2 separate regions of the Zea mays genome follow, and region 2 is linked to region 1. Evidence: chromatin contacts called from public Hi-C data. All regions are on one chromosome and are shown on one strand. The core of a region is the stretch at or near the end of the contact, and the rest is flanking DNA. Distances in the headings are between cores, read along the strand shown. Region 1 holds the start of LOC100216772. Region 2 holds the start of LOC100217083.

Region 1 (6,717 bases), core at 1,120-3,619:
ATCAAGTTCTATCCAACTACACCCTGGTTTTTTGAAGATTTCAAGAGTCAACATTTGCTGCCTCAACTCTTGAGCTTCTCTCCATTTATTTGATGATGCATACATGTTCCAAAGTAGCACATAAACTCCATCATCTCCAGGCTCTATCTTTATAATTTCCTTTCCAGCAATCTCAGCCAGCCTATTATTGCCATGAACCAGACATGCACTAAGAAGTGACCTCCATATAACAATATCAGGCACCAGATTCATATCAGCTATTAGATCTTCTGCTTCCTCTAGTAATCCTCCCCGTCCTAACAGATCAATCATGCAACCATAGTGCTCAAGTCGGGGATCAATTTTGTATACTTGACGCATTCTGTTGAACAATTCTCTACCTTCTTCTATCAAGCCAGCATGGCTGCATGCTGACAAAACAGAAACAAAGGTTACACTGTTTGGAACTATTCCAGCTCTAAGCATGTCCTGAAAGAGCTCAAGAGCTTTCCTCCCATCTCCCTGGACTGTACAGCATGAGATCATAGTCGTCCATGTAAAAAAATCCTTTGACTGGATTTCTTGGAACACAGAAAATGACATCTCAATGCGCCCACTCTTTGCATACATATCCATCAGAGCATTGCTAACAATTATATTCGAGCTGGCATTGCATTTGCTTCCATACCCATGAATGACACTCCCTAGATCCAGAGCACCAATGTCAGCACAAGCTGAGAGTACACCTACGATTGTAACATGGGTAGGGCGATGGCCCTCCAGTACCATCCTACCAAAAAGCTCTAGAGCCCGTACAGGCTGCCTGCCTTGCACATGACCAGTTATCAGTGTTGTCCAAGCAACTGCACTCCTCACAGGAACCAGATCAAAGAACGACAGTGCAGAATCCAGACCAGCACATTTGATATGACCATGCAGCATGCTACCCCATGTGACCTCATCTTTCAGAAACATCCTATCAAACACCTTTACCGCAGACTCAAACTCCCCACACTGGCTATACATATCTATTAATGCATTGCCAACGACGACCTCGTGATCCAATCCAAGCCGAAAAATAAGGCCATGGACTGCCCTACCAACCACTAGATCACCAGCACCACTAGAGGCAGACAGGGCACCAACAACCGCAAAGCCATCAAGGTGGTGGCCAGCGGCAACAACACGAGCAAACAAGGATATAGCTTCGCGTTGGTGATCTAACTTGAGATGGAGGGACATGAGGCTAGTAAAGAAGATAAGGTCAGGGTGTGGGATCTCATCGAACAGCTTGCGAGCATCAGCTACATGGCCAAAATCAGCGTAGCAGCGGAAGATTTTGCAGGAAACAGACTGATGGTTGGGGTGGAGACCATGGGTAACAGCCAGAGCGTGGATTCTCTGGAGCTCTCTTAGCTTTTTGCAGTGGGCAAGGAGGTGGTGGCAAATGCTTCTATTCATGTATCTTCTCCTTGAGGTAACAAAATCTGGAGGTTTGCGTTCCTTGATACCTTGAATGTTGACACCTGGAATTAGAGCTGAAATTACTGGGAAAACAGCAGCAGCTACAATGCGACCTATAGTAGAGGAATAAAGACTATTCACAGCTTGTGCATCGGTGTTTTGCTTCCCCCAACCGATTCTAATCTGAGCTATTCAACAACTCAAATTAAACTAGCATTGTCAAGTGCAGAACAAGAAAAAGTGACCCGTTCATGGCTATACACGATCAATCCATCACCAACAACTACCTCACTTCACGGTCCAATACTCCAATCCAAGCCAGAAATTAAGGCATGCACTGCCCTACCGACCATTGATCACCAGCGACCTAAAGACTAATGAAGACTATTCGCAGCATGTTCATCGTTGTTTTGCTACCCATAATAAATTCTAATCGCAGGTATTCAACGACTCAAAAAAAAAACTGGCTTTGCCAGGGGCAGACCAGTAAAAGGGCTCCCAAAAAATTAAAGTTAGCAGGTATAACGCATGTACACTGCAGTCGTAATTACTAGATAAGAACCGGGTTCCGGGACAGATAGGAGATAGCTGAATAGATCACGTTCATGGTTTGGGATGCCGGTTTCGTATAGCAGGGACGGAAAAGAAGGGGTCGGTATACCCTGTGAGTGCTCGTCCGGAGAAGGGCCTGACGAAGATGCACGGACGCGGGGGTAGATCTCGCCCTCGCAGCTTGGGCACAGCCGAGCAAAGGGCCGCCGGTGCCGTCACCGGCCGCTAGGAGGGATGGGGCCGTGCGACGTGCGTCCCGGGCTACCGGCGGTCGTGCCGAGAGCGCCGAACGGGGACGCGGGACGGAGGGAGTGCAGTGTGCAGCAGTGTGCGCCGCCGCACCTGTGGTGAGTGAGGTCGTGCGGCGGAATGCTGGTGCTAAAAAGGGGTGAAGCTCTAGGGTTCCACCATGCATGGGGGCATTGGGCTGTTGGGCTGTACAAGTAATGTTGGGCTATTAAATTCGGGATCCCGCTAAGTATAATAAGTTTTGATTCTGGACTAAATCTTAGTCTCTCTAGATCATCTCCAACAATGCCATATACAGGTATTGTATCTTGAATTATAGGACATTTTTCTAAAAATATAGCTCCAACAATTTCCCTATTTCATAAAAAAAATAAAACTGAATAGGACACCTCATCTTATATCCCAAATATACAACATGTATACAGTTGCCCTATCCCTGGATCGAACTAATCGGAACATTCACCGTTGACATCTCCTTCCTTGCGTCCTCCAGATCCCATCGTTTTCTTCCTTCTACCCAAACCGCACCTACCGCCTCCTTGCCTTCTTCCTCGCGCCCTTCTGTTTACCTGATCCCCTTGTTGTGCTACCCCTAGGAGCAGCTGCTTGGTCGCCCCATGGAGGCATCGCCGCCAACCATCTATCCCTAAGTCGGCGTCCCCATCTCCTATTACATAGCGTCATCCTTCTCTTCTTAGACAATCACCCCCTACATTGACGCCCTTGTGGGCACTTCCCCCTACCCCACTAGCAGCAATCGCACTTGCGTGCACAACCGTCGCCCCCCACGTGCACTTCCCCCTGCCCCACGATCTCTTGTCCCCATTACCCATTAATGGACCACGAGCAACGTGTCCAAGAGGTTGCAATCAATGCTCGACGCAAGTCATCGCTCCAGGCTACAATTGGTGCAATTCTAGGAGGCCGAACTGGTTTTCGCCAAACATCTGGTGGGAGCACCATAGATGGCAGTGCCATGTCACAGCCTAAGGCTAAACCTGTTGCAGCGCCTGCATCTACACATCGCTTGACCCCCGACATCGTTGATCATGACTGAATGATACATGATTATAGGTATGTCGCCCCTAATGGTTATCTCTATTCAATGAGGATGATTGTGTATGCAGCACCTGAACACACTGCTTTAATGTTCATGATTATTTGTGCTTAGTGATTGTGCTTGTCTCTGTTCAATACTTCATGTGATAATTTTGTTTGAATTGTTGTTCCCCATTAGTTGATTACACAGGTTGTTGGCATGTCTATATATTACTTGTTTTGTTTTGTAGTACAATGTCCTCCAAAGATAACTACTTCATAAATTTGCTTAACCAAGATGAAGTACAAGCTTTAGGCTCAAGGGACAATGTTGAATATGATTCTGAATTCTCAAAGTCACCGCTTGCGGCTGACATGAATTTTCAGACAAATTCAAAGGACCGATCAAAAAGTTTTAACGAAGACGAGGACATGTTGCTTGTGTCGGCTTATCTAAATGTTAGCAAAGATCCTATTGTTGGATGGGATAAAAAAGATGGTCGATTTTGGGAATGAATTCACAAATAATATTATGACAACTTATATGTTCAACCACATCATAATTATGCATCGTTGCGGCATAGGTGGGGGATAATCCAACAAGAAGTTAGTCTTTTTCAAAGTTACTACGAAGCCATAGAGAGAAAGAATGAAAGTGGAAAAACAATCAATGATAAGGTAAATTGTTTATGTTTATTGATCTTGATTGCCATACAAACATCTCATGTGTTTGTCATGTTATTTTTTAGATTGCTAAAGAAAAAGATGTGTTCCATCAGTTAATAAAAAAGGCCTTTACATGGTTCCATGCGTGGAATATTCTTAGGCATGAGCCAAAGTAGTCATCAATAAAAGGTCCCATTATGGTCACAAATTTGGATGGTGAAAGTGGTACTGATGGTGACATCGTTAATCTTCCTAGACCTCCTAGAAGGAAGGCTGAGAAGGAAAATTTGCGAGCCAGAAAAAGGGAAGACAACGATTGTTATCCATTCATTGAAGAAATGAAAATATAGAGAATCCAGAGTGTAGCCATACAACAATCAAAAGGCACGTGATGGCATGTTCTTTGAGCTACAGAAGCAAAAGCTAGACAAAGGAAGAGAGCTGGAGAAGCAAAAGCTAGACCTTGAAAGAGATCAGCATGACAAAAAAGGTGGTGGAAACTGACACGAGTACAATGGATGATGAGGCCAAACAATATTACAATGGATGATGAGGCCAAACAATATTTCAAGTTACTGAAACAGGAGATGTTAGCTTGACGTTTCAAGATTCCACAACCATAGATGTTTGTTGGTTATGCTCTGTTTATTGGTTTAGTTTGCTATGCACTTTATGCTCCTATGTTTGCTACATTTAGTTCAACAATTATGTCTGAAACACGTGGGCTGAAAGATGGCACTTTTGTTTGTTAGTGTTTAGTATCACCTTTCCCTTGTGGCTCTTTAAGATTAGTCGGAAGGTTTTGATGATGAGAGCCATCTCATCATCAAGCTTGGAGGGGTCATTTGAAAGCTCCTTGCTTGGTGCCCCTACCTCCTTCGTCTCACTTGTTGCCTTGAGGGCAACAATTCGTGGCTCGGTGGCGGATACATTTCCTTGAGTGAAGTCCTCGACGTGTTTGGACTCCTTAACCATCATCTCATGGCTAAGGAACTTGACAAGCACCTCCTCGGGGGTCATCACCTCATACCTAGGATTTTTACGCAATAAAGTAACAAGTGTATCATTACATGAAATGAGTGACCTTAGCATGAGTTTAATGACTTCATGGTCGGTCCACTTTGTGCTCCCAGGGTTAGGGATTTGGTTCACCAATGACTTGAGTCGGTTGTACATCTCTTATGATCCTTCTCCGTTGTTGATGGCAAACCTTCCAAATTATCCTTCAATGAGCTCCATCCTTGTGATCTTGTCACCTTCATTTGTTATCTTGAGTGTGTCCTAAATCTCCTTGGCGGTTCTCAACCCATTCACCTTGTTGTATTCTTCCATACACAAAGAGGTATGTAATACCATTATGGCTTGGGTTGCGGTGGATGATTTGGGCCACCTCATCTGGGTCGTAGTCCTCATTACCGATCTCTGATATATTCATTCCTAAATCAACAACATCCCAAATACTTGAGTGGAATGAGTATAAGTGACTCTTTATTTTAAGACTCCACCATGAATAATCCTCGCCATCAAATTGTGATGATTTTCCTAATAGAACTAAAAACAAAGGAGTATGTTTAGGAATGCAAGGATAACAAAATGGAATTTGGTTAACCGGTTTGCTCTCATGGTGCTTTGAAGATGTAGATTCAACGCGGGATGTAGAAGGTGATGAAGAAGTGTCAGTCTCATAGTAGACCACCTTACTCATCCTTTCCTTATTGTCGTCCTTCATCTTGTGCGATCTGGAGGATCCTTGGGATTCTTCTTTCTTTCCCTTGTGCTTCTCCCTCGAGGGCACTTTTTCTTTGGGCTTTCCTCCTGACGGCATCTTTCCTTTAGGCTTTTCTCCCGAGGGCATCTTCTCATTCTTGCCTGTGAATTCTCCCGACATCACTTCAAGTTGTTCGACTCTAGATGAAGTGTCGATCTTGGGTACCAATTGAAAGTCGCCTAGAGGAGGGGAAAATTTATCGCTAAATACAAAAACTCAAACCCGGATAGGCGTTAGAACGGTAAACAATTCAATCAAAGTGAGAGAGAGTAGTTCTTCTTGCAAGTGTTGCTCTATGTGATTGCGGAATTTACTTGGGATCAACACAATTGATTTAGTATCAAGCGTGATAGTCGCCTAGAGGGGGGGTGAATAGGGCGAAACTGAAATTTACAAATATAAACACAACTACAAGCCGGGTTAGCGTTAGAAATAAAAACGAGTCCGCGAGAGAGGGTGCAAAACAAATCTCGAGCAAATAAGGTGTGTGACACAAGGATTTGTTTTACCGAGGTTCGGTTCTCGCAAACCTACTCCCCGTTGAGGTGGTCACAAAGACCGGGTCTCTTTCAACCCTTTCCCTCTCTCAAACGGTCCCTCGGACCGAGTGAGCTTCTCTTCTCAAATCACTTGGGAATCAAACTTCCCGCAAGAACCACCACACAATTGGTGTCTCTTGCCTCAATTACAAGTGAGTGTTTGATCACAAGAAAGAATGTGAAAGAAAAGAAGCGATCCAAGCGCAAGAGCTCAAATGAACACTACAAATCACTCTCTCTAGTCACTAAAGCTTTGTGTGGAGTTGGGAGAGGATTTGATCTCTTTTGGTGTGCTTTGCAATGAATGCTAGCTCTTGTATAGTGGTTGGAAGCTGGAAAACTTGGATGCAATGAATGGTGGGGTGGTTGGGGTATTTATAGCCCCAACCACCAAACATGACCGTTGGTGGAGGTTGTCTGTCGTATGGTGCACCGGACATGTCCGGTGCGCCAGCCACGTCA
Region 2 (6,717 bases), core at 2,337-4,836, 420 kb after region 1:
AGATCACAAGTTCACAATATAACAAGTTCATAGTAAATAAGTTCATAAAGATCACAAGTTCATAGACTCAAAGTTCACAATTCATAATATCCACTTGATCTAGCTGACATGACATGCCTACTTATAAAATATTTTTTCCTCACATAAAGAGTTTTTCACAACCTCACAGGAAAACCCTAAAACCTAGTGTGTGGAAAAGACCAAATTGTTAATCTCAACTGCCTTCCAACACCATCTATCCAAAAAAATTCTAAAGGTGTCCAAAAAATACAAAAATAAGTAATCCTTATCTAGAGACGTACAGACGATGCGAAAAATCACATGCTGGAAAATTCCGAGACACAATTCCGAAAAATTCCGAGACACAATTCCGGAAAATTCCGAGACACAAATCCGGTAATTTCCGACAAAAACCGGTAACCGAAGGAAACGGTCGGTAAAACACCATGCCGATTCCGATACCGATTCCGATAGAAAATTCCGAAAACCGATTCCGTTTTCGAAAAATACCGTTACCGATGAATCCGACCGAAAAATTTCGAAATCGGTTTCCGGAATACCGAAAAATTCCGAAACCGTTTTCATCCCTAGGCTCAGGGCCGCGGCCGCGTCAGCGGCCTCCCCCGGCGTGATGGCCGCTACAACAGGGGGGGTCAGTCGGGGAAGCTTGCCCCGTGGCAACTCGTGCCGCCTAGGCCCCCCGCCGAAGGGCGCCTTGCGCAGAGGCCAACCAACCGGCATGGCGCGCCGCAGCACCGGCCGCCGAAGCCGGCTTCGTCTTAAGGGCCATCGTGGGGGCCAGACCAGCCAAGCCCTGCCTCCGCTTGCTGAAAGAAAGAGAGAGCAAGTTCAAGGCACACAATGAAAAAACCGAAACAGAGGTATCCTCAGATACTTACCCGCTCCGGGGCAAGGCCAATCATGCCTGTGGGGAGGCCCCTCGGGCCCCTATCTCCGTAGGCGCTGCCGAGGGTTGCCTCGTTGTCGGCTTCGGCGCCGCTTCCGCCTCGGGCGCCCGAGGCGACGAAGGGGCGGCCCTCCCAGGCGTCGTCACAACGGCTAGGGGACCAACCTCCTGTACAGCCGGCACGGGCGCTTGTTCTTGGGGGACAGGCGGATCGGCCTGACTCCCCGGAGTCACCCCAATTATCTCGGCCAAGGGGTCAAGTACCCCCTCGGCCTGCCTCTCATCCTCGGACCGGGACCTTGGTGTCCCGGCCCCAGGCACTGATGGTGCCAGCCCACTTGGAGGCTGGCTCGGCGACCCCTGGCCCAGCCTCGGGTCCGGGCTGAAGGCCAAGTCGGGCCACCATGTCGTCGTCTTCGTCATCATCATCATCATCATCATCATCATCATCATCGTCGTCGTCGTCGTCGTCAGGCGTCTCTGGTGACAGCTCCAATGGGAGCCCATCCCTCGCCATGTCGTTGTCTTCGTCATCATCATCATCCTGTTAAAGATAATGAAAATAAACGCACACGGAACGCCTCTGTGTCGACCAATTCTCCTAATCGCGCTAAAAATTGGCATATGTGTTCGAGCGTACTCTTACCTTGGTCACCCAAAAACTTCGCGAATTTGGATATCCTAGTCCCTTGTGGGTATGGGTGATGGCCAAATCGACTGTCGTAAGGTCTCCGATATGACTGTCCCCTAGGGACCATGCTTACTCTGAGCTTATCTCGGAATGCCCCGACTATCTCTTCCCTCACTATATCAATGGCAGCGGGTGGGAGACCACTGACTCTCTGGTCAAACATGGGTGAGGTTGTTTGGATATTAGTATGATGTCTTCCTCCCCATTGTTTTGGGTTTTGTGGCGCGTTAATACTTGTCGTATGTGGCTCATAGGATTGGCCATTCCTTTCTGGCCCTCTAGAGGCCGGAAAGTACTCATCCCCACGGGTTTGGTATGTTATATTATGGTGCTGGTGTGTCGTATGGTGTGATGGAAAGTTTAGCCGGGACAGATGCATAGTTGGATAACCATCCTCCTCAAAAAATTTGTGCCAGACCATCCTGGTAAGTACACGGACCGTCCCGCTACGTGTGCGGACTGTTCGGCCAAGTGTCCGGACCGTCCGGTGTTGTATTCGGACTGTCCGGCGCCATACGCGGACGGTCCGAATGGGTTACCTAGGGTTTGCGCGGTACGTGGCGGCTCGGGTGCAGGCCTCGGTAATTCATTTCTTAAAACGGGGCCATCCGCCACTGACCTGGACGGTCCACGCTCACGTGCGAATGGTCCGGATATGCGCAGATCGACGAATTTATCGCCGATGTGTGTGGGATGTTGTGGTTGCCCAGAGTACGTGTCTATCGGCATCCCATAAAGGGGTTATGACTGGTCATGACAACCTGTAGCCGATGAATCACGTGTGTGTCCCCCTAGTTCAACCTCGTGCGAAGGAAAACTTGTAATAGTAGACTTATCAAGCGCATGCACTAGCCTTTATAGTCATTTTGTATACCCCCTACGATATGTTGCATTTGCTCTCGCTATTCATCTACATAAGCTTTAAGAGATTGGAGCTCGTTGGTGTTACTTACATTTGGGGTATCCATCGTGGGTCGGAGCGAAGCCAGATCAGTCGCCCGTTGCTGAACGGCCTTGTTGTTCCTGTCCACCTTGAAGTTGGTAAGGAACTTCACCTTTGCTTCTTGGATCAGCTGCTCCTTGTGCTCCTCGAACTGGTGATGTTCGTCAGCCGACAAGGTTTCCCAAGTCGGCTCTATGATATTGCTGGGGGAGACGTCAGAGTTATCCCTTGAACCGGCCATTGAGGGCCGATCTGATAGGTCCATATGTGTTTTCCCTAGCGGAGTCGCCAAAAAGTGTGTTGACACCGATCCGGGCGCCAATCACTGTGTTGAGAACCGGCGGCGGTGCTCTCTGCACAGGTGTGAACGGTCCGCGTCCAGGGGCCGGACGATCCGCGACCTGGCACATGGGTTGGAGTTCCTGCCTGATGAGCCGAACGATCCGCGCGTGCGCAGGGACGACGAAGGTCGCCGGTGATGCCTGGATCTCTCTCCCGGGAGGGACCCATCGGGGAGAAGAGATCCTAAGTGTTGTCTAGGGTCGGCAGACCGGCCGACCTAGACACCTCTAATCGACATAGAGCCGAAGAGAACCGGAGAATTTAGGGATTGAAAGGCTAAACTAGAACTAAACTAGAACTACTCCTGATGTCTAAGGTAAAAGCGAGAGATAAACTGATTATTGATTCGATTGTTGATGATTAATCGGTCGTAGTCCTCTATCTATATATAAAGGGGAGGTCTGGACCCGTTTGAATCCGTATCCCGAGCTAAATCCGTGATTATAACTAACAAATCCCGTAAGAAACTCGGAACCCTAACTGATCCTGCGCGTGCGGACTATCCGGCTCCAGAGCCGGACCGTCCGATCGTCCATTTTAGTGCCCAACAACAGTAATATAAAATAGTGGAACATAATTCACAGTTCCTTAATTTATATGCCTTTTCTTTACATGGTATCTGTTTTCACTTTATCTTCTCCCACATGCTTCACTCATCTCTGCATGAGTGAACAAAAGACGAGAAGGTTCTGTCGATCTAATTATATTGTCCGATCCTTAGAGAAGTCGTGACAGGTGACCAACACTTCTTATTTAAAAAAAATGGACCTACATAATCCTCATCATTGCTTGGAATGCACTTGAAAAAAAAGTTTCGTGGGCTGGGAGTGATTTGCGGGCCAGAGACGGCCTCCCGGCCCACCCTGAGCCTCCCGGCCCGTCTAAACGGAGGGAACGCGAAGTTTTCTACAGAAAATCGTGGGGTTTGGGGTTTGGGTGCTTCTCTACGGCCGCCGCCAGCACCGAGTTCCGGACCTCCGCCGCCTCGTCTCCGCTCCCTCGCACTCGCACTCGCAGCTCCGGCTGCTATTCTGCAGAAGTCGGTAGATTGGTTTTCCTCATGGGTCGCACCATCAAGAAGGCCAAGAAGGCTCAATCCAAGAAGTCCAAGAAGGTACCGTACCTGACAGATAGTGATAGGATTATTTCTGGAAATCTGATTACTGTTGTTCCATCTTTATCGTGATCTCTTCAGCATGTTCTTTGCTCCACCCGACTAATTCTTCTGTATTTCTGGGCTGCAGAAAACTGAATCGTCCTCGTCGTCCAACCCTGCGATTGCCTCTGGTCCGGCTAAGGTGAGGGAGAATTTAGTAATAGTCGATCCTGTCCTGTGTGGTTTTCGCCTTCGCACATCCGATATAGTGGTGTTTGCCCGTAAAGTTGCGCTTAAATGAATCGCCTTTTTCGGCTTCAAGTTTCATTTTGTTCCTTTTGCTAAGATAATGCGTATTGTTTCAGTGTGAGAGCTGTACTGTACTGAACTGGTCAGTGCTTCGTTTTAGGTCTGGCAACCGGGTGTAGATACACTGGAAGATGGGGAGGAGCTGCAGTTTGATCCTCAGGCTTACAATTATCTCCGAGGTTTTGGCATTGGCTGGTCTTGCTTGAGGTGAAGTTTATCCTCATGGGTTCCCCCCCTCTTTTTGGTGCTTATTACTTCAGGAGTCATAACAATGTATATTCTGTTTTCATTTCATGAAACCTTCCTTTGCAGTTTTGATGTTGTGCGTGATCAACTTGGACTCGTCCGTTCAGAGTTCCCTCATACATTCTATGGTGTTGCTGGAACGCAGGTCGTGTTAATCTTTATGCCTTGAAAACCTAAGCATTGACAAAAGTAGCCATTGTTACTATCAAATCTTGAAATGCTTTTGATGTCTATCACATAGTGCTCTTTTGTTATCTATAAATAAACTATAACTTGTACAAGAATTAATTTTGTACTGTTGTTCCTGCTAAGATATTTTTGAATTGAAAAGTGTGCCACTGCTGGTTTTAAGCTCACAAAAGCCATTCCAAATACTCTTTTGTTAGCTCCCGCTTGCATTTATATCACTGGTCAGATGCCCTTGTATTGCTATGGTTTCTATATATCATATAGGTAGACTTTTGTTTTATTAAAATACAAAAAAGATGTGTTATGTTGGTTAGGTGGTTGTGAATGTGGAGCCAACAACCAAGGTTCGTGCTCCACTTGTACACAATTTTACCTTATTTTTGCATAAAGCGGAAAAGAGGAAAAGTGACGAACGACGACTGTGGAATCGTGGAACCACACACACACACTCCCGCCCGCCCGCACATGCAGACCCACTTGTACGTGTGTAGGGGTGGTAATGGATCACGATCCAAATGCTTATTCACAAAATGGTAGGGCACTAAATAAATTTTAGTTCAAAAATAAATAGAAATAAGGCCCGATCCTAATCCGATCCGATCCTTAAATCTTATAATGTAAAATTTATAGCCCATTGTCACCCCTTTACGTGCATGCAGACTTGTGCACAAGCAGCCCTCCATTCTCACACATGCATGTATGATTTGGCGTCTCACTTAAAAATTAATATCTGCTAAACCGATTGTTAAATTTGAAAATCGATTTTACCATTGTGTTCGCCGCGATAAAAGCTTCAAAACTAGATCCCACTTGACATTTATCTTAGGGCCAGTCATTGTGTTTTTTAGAAGTCAGCCATTGTAGTTATTATGGCCAGTCATTCTATAAGTACTCAGTCATTTTATCTTTTAACCTTAGTCATTTATGATAATTATTCAGACAACAATCCTTTTGTTATGATGTTAGTCATTCTATTTTTTTGGCGTGTCAGTCATTCTATTAGTTGTTCGATTTAAAAAAATAATATCTACTAAACCGAGTGTTAAAATAAAAAAATCGATTTCACCATTGTGTCTGTCGTGGTGAAAGCTTCAAAACTAAATCTCACTTGACATTTATCTTAGGGTTTATCAGGGTCAGTCATTGTAGTTATCAGTGTCAGTCATTCTACAAATACTCAGTCATTCTATTTTTCAGCCTCAGTCATTCATGAGAATTACTGAGATATCAGTCATTTAGCGAGTCAGTTGTTCTAAAAAAAATAGACATTACGAGAATGAAAGTGAACAAACTCAATCATTGTAGGAATACTCAATCGTTCCATCTTTTTAGCCCCAGTCATTCATGGTAATACCGGGATATGAGTCATTTAGCGAGCCCGTCATTCTAAAAAACAGTCATTGCGGAAAAAGAAAGTGAACAAACTCAATCATTATATAAATGTCATTCATTCTTTCATTTTAGGCTCAATCATTCATGAGAATTGTCGAGATATGAGTCATTTAGTGAGTTAGTCATTCTACAAAAACATGTATTATAAGAAAGGAAGTGAACAAACTCGGTCGTTCTATGAATACTCAGTCATTTTATCTAAAGAAGTGTACATGGAAAACTATATTTTTGTTGATTACGCCAGAAAATGGCCCTATTCTTATTGTCAGCTTCTCTACAAACCTGATCACATTTTCTGATGCATATCATTTTAAATTCTGATGCTGTGTGAAAACCAAAACGAATGAAACGGCTCTACGTCCGTATGGATGTATACACAACTAGCTTGGATTCTTTTAAGAAAATATTGAATTGTTTTAATAAATGGCTGATCATGATATCCCGCCCACGCACTTGTACATCGACCAGGCAAGCCCCGCGCACACGGCCTCCACCGTGGGACCCTCTTGGTAGCCTGACGACGTAGCCGGCCATAAATATCCAGTCTCTGCACATTCCTTCCGCTCCACACTCGCCCGCTTGTCCCGGCGTCGTCTTGCTCT

What was found. Hi-C and Micro-C count contacts between places; a contact is called where the count stands out from the background.
Region 2: a contact with region 1 is called in a Hi-C map of leaf, with 7 times the contacts expected there. The contact joins the promoter of LOC100217083 here to the promoter of LOC100216772 in region 1. A contact is called at or near these places in 7 of 25 Hi-C or Micro-C datasets (ear, endosperm, leaf and 1 more) and 1 of 3 datasets of contacts at active chromatin or transcription factors (leaf).

The regions. Positions count from the first base shown.
Region 1 is chr8:129,695,813-129,702,529 of Zm-B73-REFERENCE-NAM-5.0, forward strand. It overlaps LOC100216772, which reads right to left and starts at 2,370. Exons shown (of 7, transcript NM_001359497.1): 1 at 2,105-2,370. It overlaps LOC111674469, which reads right to left and starts at 2,348. Exons shown (of 2, transcript NM_001359498.1): 1 at 2,105-2,348; 2 at 1-1,505. The coding sequence starts at 1,440.
Region 2 is chr8:130,119,204-130,125,920 of Zm-B73-REFERENCE-NAM-5.0, forward strand. LOC100217083 reads left to right here and starts at 3,587. Exons shown (of 13, transcript NM_001143453.2): 1 at 3,587-3,997; 2 at 4,128-4,181; 3 at 4,389-4,495; 4 at 4,601-4,679. The coding sequence starts at 3,944.